Regions from separate parts of the Oryctolagus cuniculus genome. Here region 2 is linked to region 1. Evidence: chromatin contacts called from public Hi-C data. All regions are on one chromosome and are shown on one strand. The core of a region is the stretch at or near the end of the contact, and the rest is flanking DNA. Distances in the headings are between cores, read along the strand shown. Region 1 overlaps FNDC3B (fibronectin type III domain containing 3B). Region 2 overlaps PLD1 (phospholipase D1).

Region 1 (7,391 bases), core at 1,864-4,363:
GACCAATGGAGGGGCCAGAGTATTCTCAAGTTTGAAACAAAAAAACACAAACCTACTGGCCTCCCTAGCCTCTCCTCCACCCCAGCTCTAAAACTGACCTAAGTCATTGTGGGCTCAAAAGGCAATATGGCATAGAATTCAGATTTGGACTACTATACAGTCTAAGTTTTCCACAACTTATAGAGTCCATGAGATAACAGGAAATTAGTCTAAAACTATCAGAAGCATTTATAGGTGATGTCTTTATTACCCTTGTGTGATTATCTTAATAGAATGATATGAACATTAAAGAAACAGAACATTCCTAAAAACTGCGATGTCTATATGAAACCACAACAAACTGGGAAATGTGAATTTAAATATACTTCTTTAAGGGTTGTCATGGTTGGATGGATGGAGACTGCCTTCTGCCCATGGTGGGTGGCATCATACTCACCCCTCCGTCATTCAGGGCTCTCACCCGGAAGCGGTACACAGTTCCGGGCAGCAGGTTGCCAACAGTGCACTCGAGTTCAGGCCCGTGGTACACCTCCGAGGCTACAGCCTCGGGCTCCGTCATCTCCACACTGTACTCGGAGACCTCACAGCCACTTTCAGATGCAGGAACATCTGGAAACCAAGAAGTTCTTCTCTCTTAGAGCACGTCTGTGCTTCCAGGACAGCCAATCACGCCCGATTTTCCACAGGTTTCGCACAATACCATGCAGGGGAGCTGTCTTTACTGTCTGCCTTACAAAAGAACCTTTCCCCCGCCCATCCAAAAACAAGAAAGTTCCTGAATGACGTCATCCATACTTTGCAAAACAAGTGTGTTTCAGTATATAGTGCATCACATTAATACAAGTAATTCCAAAATAACAAAAGCATCAGGCAAATTTCTTCACACTCTAAAGGAAAGTAAAGGAAAAAAATCTCTTTAGCCTGAAACCAAGGGTGACGCTAAATCAGGATACAGGACTCAACACTGGCACAATATTTTATTCTACTTTAGATATAAATGGTGAGAAAAGGCAGTCTGCTAGAATCCTGCACATTTATACTTGCAATTGTATAGCATCTAAACTGCTGACATAACAGGAGATGCTAACATGGCTTAAGTCAATGTGAAAACACCAGGACCCACAGAGCAGCAATGGGGGGGAGGGGGGTAGGTCACAGACAAAGAGGAGGAGGAATCTGAACCAATTCTTGGTTTAATCTCTAAATTAAGCACTATTTTTCTTTACGAATAAAGTTGCAAAATCCCTGCAAAAGATGGGCTTTGCTGAAACTGTCCCTAGAAAAGTGCCCAGGGAAGGGCAGAGGAGGAGCAGCAAGAGCAGCGTCATCAGGAAGAGTAGGATGAGTGACAGCGCTGCGGCTGTCTGGGGACGCAAGCCCAAGTCACACAGGCCAGCGACAATAGGGCGATCGCCAGCGGAGGGAAAAAAAAAAGGTTTTCAGAAGGAAGCTTTGAAACTTAATTACAAAGCCTTATGCCTTAGTCTCCAATAGTTCAAATTATCAATGGTAACATGAAGATTTGCTCACTCACCCCACTCTAAGTGGACTTCTTTGTGCTTTGGTCTACCCAGAACCCTCGGCGGCCGACACTGACCTGGTGCGATGCTTAGTGTGCGAACGGGGAGGCTTTCGGAACACTGCAGGAGGAACACCAGAGACAATCAGCTCTTAGCTACTATGAATTCATCACATCTCTACACCAGCCGGCAAATCCCCCCCGTAACTGTACTATGTCTTGTTTTTCCTTTTGAGAGGCAGAGAGAGAGAGGGAGAGAAAGCAAGAGGGAGTGCTTCTATCTGCTGGTTTGTTTCCCAAATGCCCACAATAGCCAGGACTGGGCCAGACCAAAGCCAGGAGCCAGGATCACAATCCAGGTCACCCACGTGGGCAGCAGGAACTTAAACACTTGAAGCATCACGGCTGCCTCGACATGGGTAGGAAGCTGGACCCGGGAGCTGGAGCCCAGATGTTGAACCCAGGTACCCTGATAAGAGACATGGATGTATTTAACTACTAGGCTAAATGCCCACCCGATTATCCTATCTTTTTACACAAATATTATCTTCATACAAGTGTGCCTGTGTGTTTTAAGTGCGGACATAGACTGCATATAGCCCTGGTTAAAAACAGAAGTGATTCCTTCCGAAGTCAGGTTATAAAGTGTGAGTGCTGCACATCCAAAGCACACGATTATTCTCCTGTAAGCCGACTGAGAAAGACTCTTCATGAGACAGAAGAAAACACAAAATAATGGCTGGATGAAATTTTAAAATGGTGCCATAATTGGCCAACTATTCACATAGAGCAGAAAAGCAAATAGTCAACATTAATCAACAGCGTCTGATATTAACCAGCAGGTTTTGTTAACAAGTAGGATCTGGTTGTGTAGGGCTGAGGGTGTAGAGGTTGATCCTCTGGCTTGAGAGAAGAGAAAGCAAGGCAGAGCCATGCTGCTCAACCAGACTCAATCTCTCTCTCTCTTTCAATGGTTTCAAGCCATAATGTTAAAGATCTCTACAGTGAAAACAACGTTGCCTCTTATCCACTTTTCTGAATCTAAGTTAAAATCACATAGACAATTTTCTCATTTCTAGGACACTTCATGCACATTTGTTAGGCTATTCTGAATCTATGAAAACACCATGTGGTTGGAGCTGCCTCCTGACATGGTAAGTGGCTGGCAGACAACAGGAGAACGACTGCTGCCTACAGATGTGTGTGCTGGGCACTGCACAACAGCCTGTTAACTGTCATCAGACTTATTTGGCTTTTACAACAGTTTTCCAGCAGAGGGCAGTGAAGTGCTTTAAGGAACACACGTCTGAAATTCACCCATGGCTGACAGAAGTAACAGCAGAGATGTGTGGGAGGGCTCCTCTTTCTTGCTCTGATTTCTATACTTCTGTTATCACTGGAATAACTGAGGCATCCCCATTTAATTAATAACTGAGGCACTCCCCATTTAACTAACACAAATTCTAGACAGTTTGCAACCGTCACCTGCAATTAGGCCAATGTCTTCTGAAAAACAACTGACAAACCCACCAGAGCGGGCTGTTCCTGCTCTCTGAGACACTACGTGGACAGCCCTGTTTCTCCTTTCCTGGGGCGGTACCTGGGCAGGTGGTGCCATCAGGTACACCGCTCCACTGCAATTGTACTCTGCCATCCCAGACAGTGTGTGAGAATGGGGCTGCCGGCAGGGAACTGACCTGGCTGTGTCCCCCGGTGCTGATGCAGCATGCTCGGAGCTTGTACAAAGTGCCTGGCTTCAGGTGGGTGAAGGTGTACTCGGTAGCTGATCCGCTGTACGCCACTTCCCACTGATTCGCTGTGAAAGGAGACTCAAATGTAAGTGTATGCTTTCTGAAAACATTTCGTTGGGTTGACTGTCATGGATGACAAGAGGTGCCAGGTGGTTTCCAGGGAAACCGACATCTATTCTTTCTTTCTTTCTTTTTTGACAGGCAGAGTGGACAGTGAGAGAGAGACAGAGAGAAAGGTCTTCCTTTTGCCATTGGTTCACCCTCCAATGGCCGCCGTGGTTGGCGCACTGCGGCCGGCGCATTGCGCTGATCCGATGGCAGGAGCCAGGTACTTATCCTGGTCTCCCATGGGGTGCAGGGCCCAAGGACTTGGGCCATCCTCCACTGCACTCCCGGGCCACAGCAGAACCCGGCGCCCCGACCGGGACTAGAACCCGGTGTGCTGGCGCCACAAGGCGGAGGATTAGCTTAGTGAGCCGCGGCGCCGGCCCATCTATTCTTTCTAAAACAGCAGCCAGGCTCTCTTTCCATTTCCTTTACAAAGTTAAATACTAAAAAAACTATGGATTCATATTCACTACTTGGTGCCATTGGCTTACATATTACTACGTGTGTTGACTAAGGGTATGGACATGGGAAGCCACGCAGGTCTGTAGCTGGCACAAGAGGTGTGGTGAGAGGGCATTGTCACACAAGCTCCAACATGTTGGTGGCTGTGGGAGGTCCTGGGGTCAGCTGGGGAGGCGGCCGCCTGCTTAGCTCTGAGCCTCTGGCAAGAGCGGGTGCTGAGGCATCTCCCTGCTCCTCTCTGGGGTCCACAGCGAGGGCAGTCCTCCTGTCACTGACCGAGGCCATAGGCTAGGGAAAGGCCTGCACTCTTCAGAGCCCCACGTACAAGACAAAGTGCTCAGGAGGCTGAACGAGAAAGACAAGACACCTGGGTGACCCAAGTTACATCTGCTCCTCAGGAGCAAACACAGTGGGTGGCCAGAGCAGCCACATGGTGGACGAGAGTACCACAGGAAGCAGGGGGGTCCTGGGGGCTCCCCCAGGCCTCTGTGATTTGCTCCCCTGGGAGCCATGTTTCCAGCTAGCTACCTTTTTTTTCTTTTTTATTAGACAGGCAGAGTTAGAGAGAGAGACAGAAAGAAAGGTGCCCCCTCTGCTGGCGCACCCCCAAAACGGCCGGCGGCCGGAGCTGCGCCAATCCAAAGCCAGGAGCCAGGCGCCCCCCCCGGCCCCACACACGGGCACCGGGGCCCAAGCACCTGGGCCACCTCCACCCCCCTCTGCCCCCCAACCCCCGGCCACAGCAGAGAGTCGGACCGAAAGAGGAGCAACCGGGACCAGAACCCGCCACCCACACGGGATGCCGGCGCCACAGGCAGAGGACCAACCAAGTGAACCACGGTGCCGGCCCCCCCCAGCTAGCTAGCTACTTTACTAACGCCTTTTACTCCATGACGCTGGTTTAGGAAAAAATGCTTTCACTCTATCCATTCATATTCGACCAGAGTGACTTTCACAAATTCCCTGAGCTGCTTATTAGGTTGGAAGTAGGATAAAGTCACACGCGCCAGGGCCATACAAGAATGGAGAACACTGAAGACCATTATTCCGCTGGTTCAGGTAAGAAAGCCTGTACCGAAAAGGCAAGTGAGGGCGAGGGTGACTGTGAAGTCTGAAGCAGTCACGCACCTGCGCGCTGGCGAAGCCGCTAACGCTGAGGGCAGAATGGCACCTGCCGTGGGAAGGCACGCAGAGCTGTTGGCACACATGTGGCTTTTCTCCCAGGCAGGCTTTCTCATGTACAAAGCTAAGTCCTATTTTTAGCATGGGATATGATTTCAGGTTAAGAACATCTGGGCCCATCTCAAAGAAGTCTCACGTTTTCTGCTTAAAATAGGACCCGTGGGTTTCAAAACCGAAGAAACTCCACCTGGCTGCCATGGTAGAGAAGCAGGGGCAAGTGTGGAGTGGGCACACTTGCTTGTAACGTCACTGGAACTGCTTGCTTTGCCGAACGCGTGCACCACTTTTTAAAAACTGGCAGTTACAGGGATGAGTGCACTGCTGAGGTTAAATGCCATCTAAGTTCTTCCTACTTTACTGTTGGCTGTTAAAGTCTGGCACATTCTATTAGAAGCAAAAACCCGAGAGTTTTTGAAAAGACACTATTCTTGAAGAACAATTTCTGACTATAAATCACAATGGCATGGAGAGGTACTTGAAACGTTTTATAAGCAGTACACCTGTCACTAGCCCATAGCACTACATATTGTTTGTACATTACTGAACCCCTGTACTGCCCATGACTTATCTTTCTGGTTGCTTGCTTCTGATACTTTCTATGCTCTTTAAGAATTTCCAGAAAATAGTGTGGCAAGTTCCAGGAATACAATAAATTTATTCTATAAACCTGGAACTGTGGTTCTAAAAAAACAACATGAGAAATTTTCAAAATGCCAAAAATATGTTTTTCATGCAGACTGTCTGATTTCTGGTATTGTGTTTCAAGGAGAAAAACTATTAATATATGATTGAAGTTTATTCCAATAGCCTTGTTGTTAGAATTAATGACTGCCTTCTATCACTACACAGATGTTTTCTGTATTAGAAAACAGAGCTGGCTACTGGGTTTGTGTAAGACAACAGCCAAAAAGTTTACCTTCAGGGTTTCCATCAGTGATCTCCAGCAAGTACTTGAGAATTTCTGAACCACCAGTGTCCTTTGGAGGCTCTGGAAAGTAAGCAAATGTCTTGTTAGTAATGACAGGGCATTGACCTTTATTGGCAAGTATTACTGGAACATGTAAAACCATACATTTTCCTGTCTTAAATCTGAACTTGCCCAAAAGGCATGATAATTAACTGAATTCACAGCAGTCCTTTCTTGAAAAGCAAACAAATCAGGAAACCCCAAATACTAACAGATTATTCAACGTCCTCAGAGCTAGAAATGTCACAGAGTTAGCATTTATTTAGTGAAACATGAATGCAACTCAAAACAGGAATTGATTTTCCTATAAGACTTATGTTAATGGAATTCCTGTGAGAATTCTGAAGGCAGCCCTTTAATATTTGGTGGTTTTCATGTCCAAGGAAATTTCGTGTTTCTTTTTCTATTATTTTACTCTTTTAAAATTTCACATATTTTATCAGTAACCAGATTCTTTTTGAGAGACGAAGAAAGGGAAGGAGAGAGAGCATATGCTCATTGACAAAATAGATAAGACATGGCAATGGAATTACTCCACTCCTTCCATCCCGATAGCTGCTCTGATTGAGGACGGTACAAAAGCAGGCGTGGCTGGATGGGAACTGGTGCAGGAAGCAGTCAGCGGAAGGTGCCAGGTGAGTCCAGGAGACCCACGGCACCTCCCCCACACATTCCACCAGTGACCCTTTGCCCCCAGGAGCTTTGCTGTCAGAACCGAAAAACAGCTTGCAGTGTAATTTTGTGAAAGGACGGAGAATTTACCTCTACTGCCTCTCCGCTCCCTCTATATTCTCGGACACAAAAGAGATTTTTCTTTTTCTTTCTTTCTTTTTTTTTTTTGACAGGCAGAGTGGACAGTGAGAGAGAGCGACAGAGAGAAAGGTCTTCCTTTGCCAAGTTGGTTCACCCTCCAATGGCTGCCGCGGCCGGCGCATCGCGCTGATCCGAAGGCAGGAGCCAGGTGTTTCTCCTGGTCTCCCATGTGGGTGCAGGGCCCAAGGACTTGGGCCATCCTCCACTGCACTCCCGGGCCATAGCAGAGAGCTGGCCTGGAAGAGGGGCAACCAGGACAGAATCCGGTGCCCCGACCGGGACTAGAACCTGGTGTGCCGGCACCGCAAGGCGGAGGATTAGCCTATTGAGCCATGGTGCCTGCCTCAAAAGAGATTTTTCTAAGAGGCCTTGAGTTTAGCCCACATTTAGGAAATCCATTTCCTCTTTCCTCTAACCCTGCTATTTCCATTGACATACACATACTTCAGTAATAGAGATTTACAACAGTAATCACACGGTTAAATATTACAGCACACAGGTGAACATAACAGTTCAGTGTTGGCAGAACTTTCCAGTATTTTTGAGAAAAAAAGTTCTACGATCTGGCACAAAGCCAATTTAGATTTTT
Region 2 (7,391 bases), core at 2,190-4,689, 750 kb after region 1:
CTCGGTTGTTGGACATTTTTTCCAGTTTTTAGCTATCTCACTTATTACTGTCATAAGATTCAATGAATTTTGAAAGGAAAACATTTTAACAAGAGGCCTGAGAATGCAGTTTTATAAAATGGTTCTGGGCTGCGGTGGATAAAGCAATTACCTGCTTGATCAGTAGTTACGTGGCTTGGTGCCCACCACTTCTTGTCTTGCTTTGAAGACCGTAAACAATTTTGCACTTGTGGGACTCGGGTTCTCGCCCCAAGAGGATTGCTATCATTTGCACAACTCTAGTGATGTGAGAATGCAGTGTGGGAGAAGGGGATTAGAATCCTCAAGCCGGCGCCGCGGTTCACTAGGCTAATCCTCCGCCTAGCGGCGCCGGCACACCGGGTTCTAGTCCCAGTCGGGGCGCCGGATTCTGTCCCGGTTGCCCCTCTTCCAGGCCAGCCCTCTGCTGTGGCCCGGGAGTGCAGTGGAGGATGGCCCAGGTGCTTGGGCCCTGCACCCCATGGGAGACCAGGAAAAGCACCTGGCTCCTGGCTCCTGCCATCGGATCAGCGCGGTGCGCCGGCCGCAGCGCGCCGGCCGCGGCGGCCATTGGAGGGTGAACCAACGGCAAAGGAAGACCTTTCTCTCTGTCTCTCTCTCTCACTGTCCACTCTGCCTGTCAAAAAAAAAAAAAAAAAAAAAAAAAAAAAAAAAAAAAGAATCCTCAGTGGCTGAGAACTGATGTCTTTGTGGATTTGATCAAGGAGGCAGATGGAACACACTGCCACAGAATTGTCTCTTCATTGGCTGACATTCAACTGCAATTTATGGTTTGAAATTCCAGAACCTGTTTTTGCACAGCAGTGGAAATGTAAGTCATTTCTGCCAGTTTGCTGTACATGGTTTAAAATGTCCATCATTCAGGATATTGAAAAACTGCTGCATTGTAACATAGCAAAGGCTTTGGTATGAAGCTGAGAGAGTCTTTAAGGCATCAAAAATGTGAATATTCTGGATTCTGCAAACCAGAATTTGCAAGAATGCATTATACTGTTTATAGGACATTTATTAATGTCCTACATAAGAGATTGGCATTTTGAAGTCATTTTTGCTTTCAAAACACACAAGGATAAAATGAACCTTCTCTTACAAACAGTATACAAAGGTTTGGTGTCCAGAGTGAGCAATTTCACTTTCAAGAGTTTGCCAACATATCTGAAAAATGACTTAGGTGGATAAGCATAAATATCATAATATTTTATTTTGAATAGCAAAAAGTCTAGAAATAACTTACATGCCTTTCAGTAAAGATGTGGTTAATATTTTAAGGTGTATTTGAAATGCAGAGTGGCACAGAGGTATACACACACACACACAGAGAGAGACAGAGAGAGAGAGAGAGAAACAGGGAGGGAATAAGAATCTTCCATTCACTGGTTCACTCCCCAGATGGCCCCAACCACCAAATCTGGACCAGGCCAAAGCCATCCTGGCCTTCCACGTGGGTGACAGGGGTACTACCATCTGCTGCCTTTCCAGGCACGTTAGCAGAATGTGGCATCAGAAGCGGAGGAGCTGCGAGTCTTAACTGGCACTCTGTTATGGGGTGTTGGCATCACAAGTGGTACTTAACTCACTGAGCCACAGTGCCTGTCCCAAAGAGCTTGTTTACATGTGAAGATACAGATCCATGATAGAATGCTGTGTCCCTGTTGTTAAAAAATGAGTCACTCTTTATGTTCTGATGTGAAAGGATTTCCAGGATTTACTGTTAAGATAAAAAATAGCAAAAAAAAAAAAAAGATAAAAAATAGCATTCAAAAAAGTATTTGTAGATTCTAACATTGTGTAGAAGGAAAAGACACATATATATGCTTATAAATTCACAGGCTATTTGTAAAGGAACCTGGATAAAACTGGGAACGGGCTTGGCCTTGGGGATGGAGAACAGGGCCTGGGAACAGCGGAGTGAAGGAGGGTCTTTTACCACTCTCTGAGTTAGCGTCTTTTGCCTCTTAAACTTTGTACTAAGGGTGTATGTTACCTGTCAGAACGTGTAGTTGATTTGGTGGTTCCTCCAAATGCTAAACCTAGAATGACCATGTGACACAGCAATCCCAGTCCTGAGTAGAATAACTGAAACCAGGGACTCAGACAGACAGCGGATGACAGTATTATTCACAGTTGCCAGAAGGTGGGAACAACCCAAGTGCCCACCCAAGAGGGAATGTGATATATACCTACCATGGAATGTCTATAAACCATGATAAGGAAGAGAATTCTTTTTTTTTTTATTTTTTTTTATTTTTTTTTTATTTTTTTGACAGGCAGAGTGGACAGTGAGAGAGAGAGACAGAGAGAAAGGTCTTCCTTTTGCCGTTGGTTCACCCTCCAATGGCCGCCGCGGCCGGCGCGCTGTGGCCGGCGCACCGCGCTGATCCGATGGCAGGAGCCAGGAGCCAGGTGCTTTTCCTGGTCTCCCATGGGGTGCAGGGCCCAAGCACCTGGGCCATCCTCCACTGCACTCCCTGGCCACAGCAGAGGGCTGGCCTGGAAGAGGGGCAACCGGGACAGAATCCGGCGCCCCGACCGGGACTAGAACCCGGTGTGCCGGCGCCGCTAGGCGGAGGATTAGCCTAGTGAGCCGCGGCGCCGGCCCAAGGAAGAGAATTCTAACACATGCTACAACATGGATGAACCTTGAAGGTGTCGTGCTAAGTGAAATAAGAGACAAACAAAAGGACAGATACCGTAGGATTCTGCTTACATGCAAGGTCTAGAACAGGAAGTAGACTAGAGGTTACCAGTGCCTGCTGTGAGGGGAAATAGGGTCATTATCACTTGGTAGTCCTGGAGTTTCTGGTTGGGATGAAGAAAAAATTTAAGAAATATAGTTGAGATGGTTGCCCAACATTGTGAGTATAATTAATGCCACATAAAGGTACACTTAAAAGCTATGAAAATACTAATTTTATATACATTTATTTCACCACTGAAAGAATCAACAAAATTGAATTTAAAGCAAAGAGTCTTGTGCAGCTTAACCTCTTCCCTCCAGAGGCTTCCCCAGAAGGGAGCATTCTTCCTGCCGGATCCCGTTCTCCCTGAGCACCTAACACTGAGTGCGTCCTGTGTGCAAGGGTCCCATATTAGGCACTGCCAAAAATAGAAAGATATGTAGGCATGCGGCCCATGTTTCAAAGGAGCTTTGCACACAGCCTATGTGGCCCGTGTTTCAAAGGAGCTTTGTACCCAGCCTAGGCAGCAGCTGTGTGTGTCAGCAATTGAGGAAAGCAGGAAGGGGGCTGAGCAGAGGTGCAGCCATGGGCCTTGGGGGTGCACAGGCAGCAGTAACCTGATTTTGATAGGAAGATCCGGGATGGTTTGACAGAGGAAGTCCCCTTTCAGGAAGAAGTAGGATTCCTTAGAGGCTGAGAACGGATGAGCCGAGCTTCCTTGCTAAGGGCAGTCGCCTCCAGTCACGGGGAAGGGGCTCCGGAGGATCCTAGTGGAAGAAGAGTCTGTAGAGGCAGTTGAAGCTAAATGGCGTCCGTTGTTGAGTGTGTGATATAATTCATTAGACCTTCTGAATTCTGGCTGTGGGGGAGTAGCTTAGATATTCTTTCCATTCGTTTCCAACAGCCTGTTTACCATTTAGGGATATGAGCCTTCCACCCTTATCAAGCAGAGAACTTGAACAAGTTTACATTTTTTTTGTTTTCTTTCCAACTCAAACTGTGTTTGCCATCTAGTGATTAATCCGTGCCATTACAACAACCTACTTAGGCTTTGCTTCTCAGTGCCGAGCCAAGCTCACAGGCCTTCAAATTCCATTCTGTTGGCAGTCCCTTCTGCCCTGAGCTTCGCTTGCCATATGTCTGGATTCTGTACGTTGACGTTCAGAGACATGAGTAATGAAATCTGATCCCTCAGAGAGTACTAATGATAATCACATGAAAGAAAAAATGAGTTTTCGAAATTAAGTCTTATGAAAATTTCAAGAAGAACCAGACTGGATGAGTAACCAGTAGCAATATCTTCGTGTGACTCTCGACCTCTGATTTACTAGTGAGACTGGTTGACTGCAGTAGATACCACCGTCATTCCCAGGCTTTGTCTTCTTCCTGTATATCCTGTATATTGTGTAAATGGAGACAAAGACTTTAGCAGTTTTCATTCCAAATAAGTACCGCCTATTTAGACACATGTCTCCAAAGGTCTGACTTTAGGTGTGCAGTCAATATTGGAAACTATGCTTTCTTTATTTTTGTGGTAATATCATTAAGTAAAATTCCTTTTCCTTAGAAGGTTGTCATTAACCAGTTGGGAAGGTTGGCAGAGAAATACTGTGTTAAATGCTCAGGAGATTTAAAAATAAATATCAGTCACCCGGAATTCATAAAAGACCCAGGGTAACATTTTGAAGGAGATCTCACAGTTTCTAAGCAATAATATTAGACGTCTATATTGGAAAGCGCACTGTCCACTGTATCTTTGTGTCTCTGAGATCTAGACTGTGTTACCCATCAGTTGTGAACTCAGTGCCTATTTGTTACCTTTTAAGTGAGGTACTGTGGTTATAGCGTGTTATACACATAACTAATACTATAACATCTTTTCCTAACTTTGTTATAATCCATTTTCCCTCCCCACTTCCATGGCATCCAGGCAAGGCTTTTTTCAAACAAAGGATTATGCTGTAGAGATAGTGAGTACCGTTCCCACCTTCCTGCCAAGTTCAGATGAGTGATCAGGTTGTGCTTTGACAGTCTGGGTGACACAGTCTGGCCTCCAATTCGGCAACACCCCCAAGCCCTGAAACGTGATAGAATATATCATGGGAAACCACTCACTCAATCTCTAAAACCTTGTGAGCTGCTCGACTGTCATTTTTTCAGCTGATATTGGATCTATTTGTGGTGAATGTCTTTGCGTCTGACTTTTGCAGGGAGAACCGGAGGTACCGGGTGTATGTTGTGATACCACTTCTGCCAGGATTTGAAGGAGACATCTCCACTGGCGGAGGAAATGCTCTGCAGGCCATAATGCACTTCAACTACAGGTGCCAAAGTCTCAGTTGTCTGTTAGGGCTTCCAATGAGCTGTGCACGGGAGCTGGTGAGGGGAATGGCAGTGTGTCTCCACATCCATTCCATGGAGCGTTGAACAAATGGACATCTGTTCATTTTACTTTTAAATTATAGCCTCTTTACTAGTTGATAAAATTCAGATGGAGCCAGGAATCATGACTGGTGGACTTAGGCCACAAGCCAAGTATAAAAGACCAAAAATATTCATCTGTCTCTTAAATGCATTGCCTATCAATCTGTCTGTCCATATAAAATAATAACTTATCCTTAAGCCATGAAATAGTTATAAGCTAGTTTTTGTGATAAATAGATAAAAGAAAGCAAGCTAAAGTGGTATGATTTGAGTGTAGTTGGTTATGATTCTTTAAACTCTGAGTCCTCGAAGCCTGGTTAATAACGACCTCTGTGACAAAATGAAGACTCCTGACTCCTAGAATATGAATTCTGTGTTCACCCACACATCTTTTGTTCAAATTTTAGGGAATGTGCAAGTGCTGTTCTTGCTATTTTTAAAGCAGAGTTTCCTAATTCACTCAAAAAGGCACACTTGGGCTCCTCTGAAGCCTCAGCTGTGGCAGTGGGGGACTGGGAAAGGGGCGACAGTTCCAGCTTGGTAGGGGGCAGGATAGAGAGGGGCGTAGAAGGTGAGAGGCAGGCACCTTTGACCTTTCCTCTGGGTCACTGGACCAGGAAGGAAAGCAGAAGTGAGGGGGTGAGCAGAGCCCCCTGGGCAGGAGTCCGCTCCCAGTTACCAGCTCCGTGGCCCAGCTCAGAGCAAAGCCTTGATCCTGGATATTTTCTTTTTGGGCTCTCATGTTTTTCTGAACCACCTGCCTTTTCTCATTTGATTGGTTACTCAAACTGTTTCTGAGGAGGGAAAGGACAAACAAGACTGTACATAGAACCCTTACCGTGTAAGCAAGGCCCTGGGCAAACCAGGGTTGGGGTGTAGGTCAGGTGGTTGGTCTCTCCCAGAGGCAGCTCCACAGGGTCTGCTGTCCTCCCTACAGTATCTGAGGGCCCCATTTGCTGGGATGTTTTTGGGATCCTCTTGGTCCTTGCTGACTTTTCAAGCTTGTATCTGCCAGAGTTTGTACTGAAGACTTGTGTGTTCCCAGTAGGGTAGTTTTGCCTAGTTATGGTATGAGAGCTTTGGCTTATACACTTAGATTGAAGATGTATCCATTTCTAATGTTATCTGATTTATAGCGTGAGAAGCGAAGCTTCTCAAGTATTTAAGGCATTGACATATACTTAATTGGATCTTATCTGCTGCAATTACCATTCTTATATTATTATTGGAATATTGTCGACGATAATTATTTTCTGTGATGATTTTCTTGAGTGTAAACCAGCTGAATGAAATAACATGTTCAGCAACCAAAACTATAACCTTTCATTGTGCAAAAATATCTCTATGTGCTGGCAGCATTTTAATAATATCAGCATTCCCCAGGCATAACTGTATTTTTAATTACTTTCACAGAGCAAGCAGATGGAGCATAGAATTTTTTATTTCGTCAGTCTTTATAATTCATCAACTATTAACTATTATCACAGTCTTGAGAAACAAAATCAGAGTCAGTTATTTGAGGCCCTGTCTTTCACTTTTAAGGAATTTCACCTACTTTAAAGACAGCCCTGGGTAATAGTTTGGTTAATTCCTAAATTATTCTAAGTGTTTTGTCCTTTTCACCATAGGAAGCAATGTGATTTTGTAAGTATTTTTATCCATTGCATACTCTAAATTTTACCTTTGCTGTCACCAAATTTTTTAAGGTGGAAAGTTCATTCACAACCCATCTCTTTTTAATAGCTTCTCTTTCTGAAATATAGTATCAGTGTTTTCCAGTTTTAGTTTACTTTACCATTAAACAACTACCTGGGCCATCAGCAGTGTGCTATTCATGTAGTATTTTTAGCTTTCAAAATGTTTGTAAATGTTCTTATATAAGCATCTGTTCTGTTTTTTCTTGGGTTAGGGGTATACCCACAGACATTGGAATTGAAAGTGGTCATTTTGAAGCCCCCTTAATTGTTTCTCTACATCTTTCAGAACCATGTGCAGAGGAGAAGATTCCATCCTTGGACAGTTAAAAGCTGAGCGTAAGAACAGTTTCTCTACCTCTGTGGTTGCTTTTGATGATGAGAGTGCGGTATCGCTAATCATTAATATTTTCAGAGTGTGATTATAGAAGTGCCTTCATTAAAGTCTCCTTATTCTCATTAAATCGACCAACCCAGTGTCCAAATGAAAACACTCAGACTTGGCGTGCATAAGTAATTAAAAATGAATGTCCTTATAATTTTATTTTATCTTAAA

Evidence for each region. Hi-C and Micro-C count contacts between places; a contact is called where the count stands out from the background.
Region 2: a Hi-C map of an unstated tissue shows a contact between it and region 1, with 2.9 times the contacts expected there. The contact joins two enhancer-like sites. A contact is called at or near these places in 3 of 6 Hi-C or Micro-C datasets (ear pinna, psoas muscle and an unstated tissue).

What each region holds. Positions count from the first base shown.
Region 1 is chr4:107,896,573-107,903,963 of mOryCun1.1, forward strand. FNDC3B (fibronectin type III domain containing 3B) reads right to left here. Exons shown (of 25, transcript XM_070072505.1): 15 at 5,939-6,010; 16 at 3,217-3,335; 17 at 1,535-1,640; 18 at 437-609. Among named protein-coding and RNA genes, the nearest start is that of GHSR, 110 kb to the left of the region's middle. Within about 2 kb of position 3,114, at least 1 of the 8 cell types and tissues checked has an H3K27ac peak or open chromatin away from gene starts, as enhancers often do.
Region 2 is chr4:108,642,947-108,650,337 of mOryCun1.1, forward strand. It overlaps PLD1 (phospholipase D1), which reads left to right. Exons shown (of 29, transcript XR_011388052.1): 23 at 4,928-5,041; 24 at 7,125-7,174. Among named protein-coding and RNA genes, the nearest start is that of TNIK, 190 kb to the right of the region's middle. Within about 2 kb of position 3,440, at least 2 of the 8 cell types and tissues checked have an H3K27ac peak or open chromatin away from gene starts, as enhancers often do.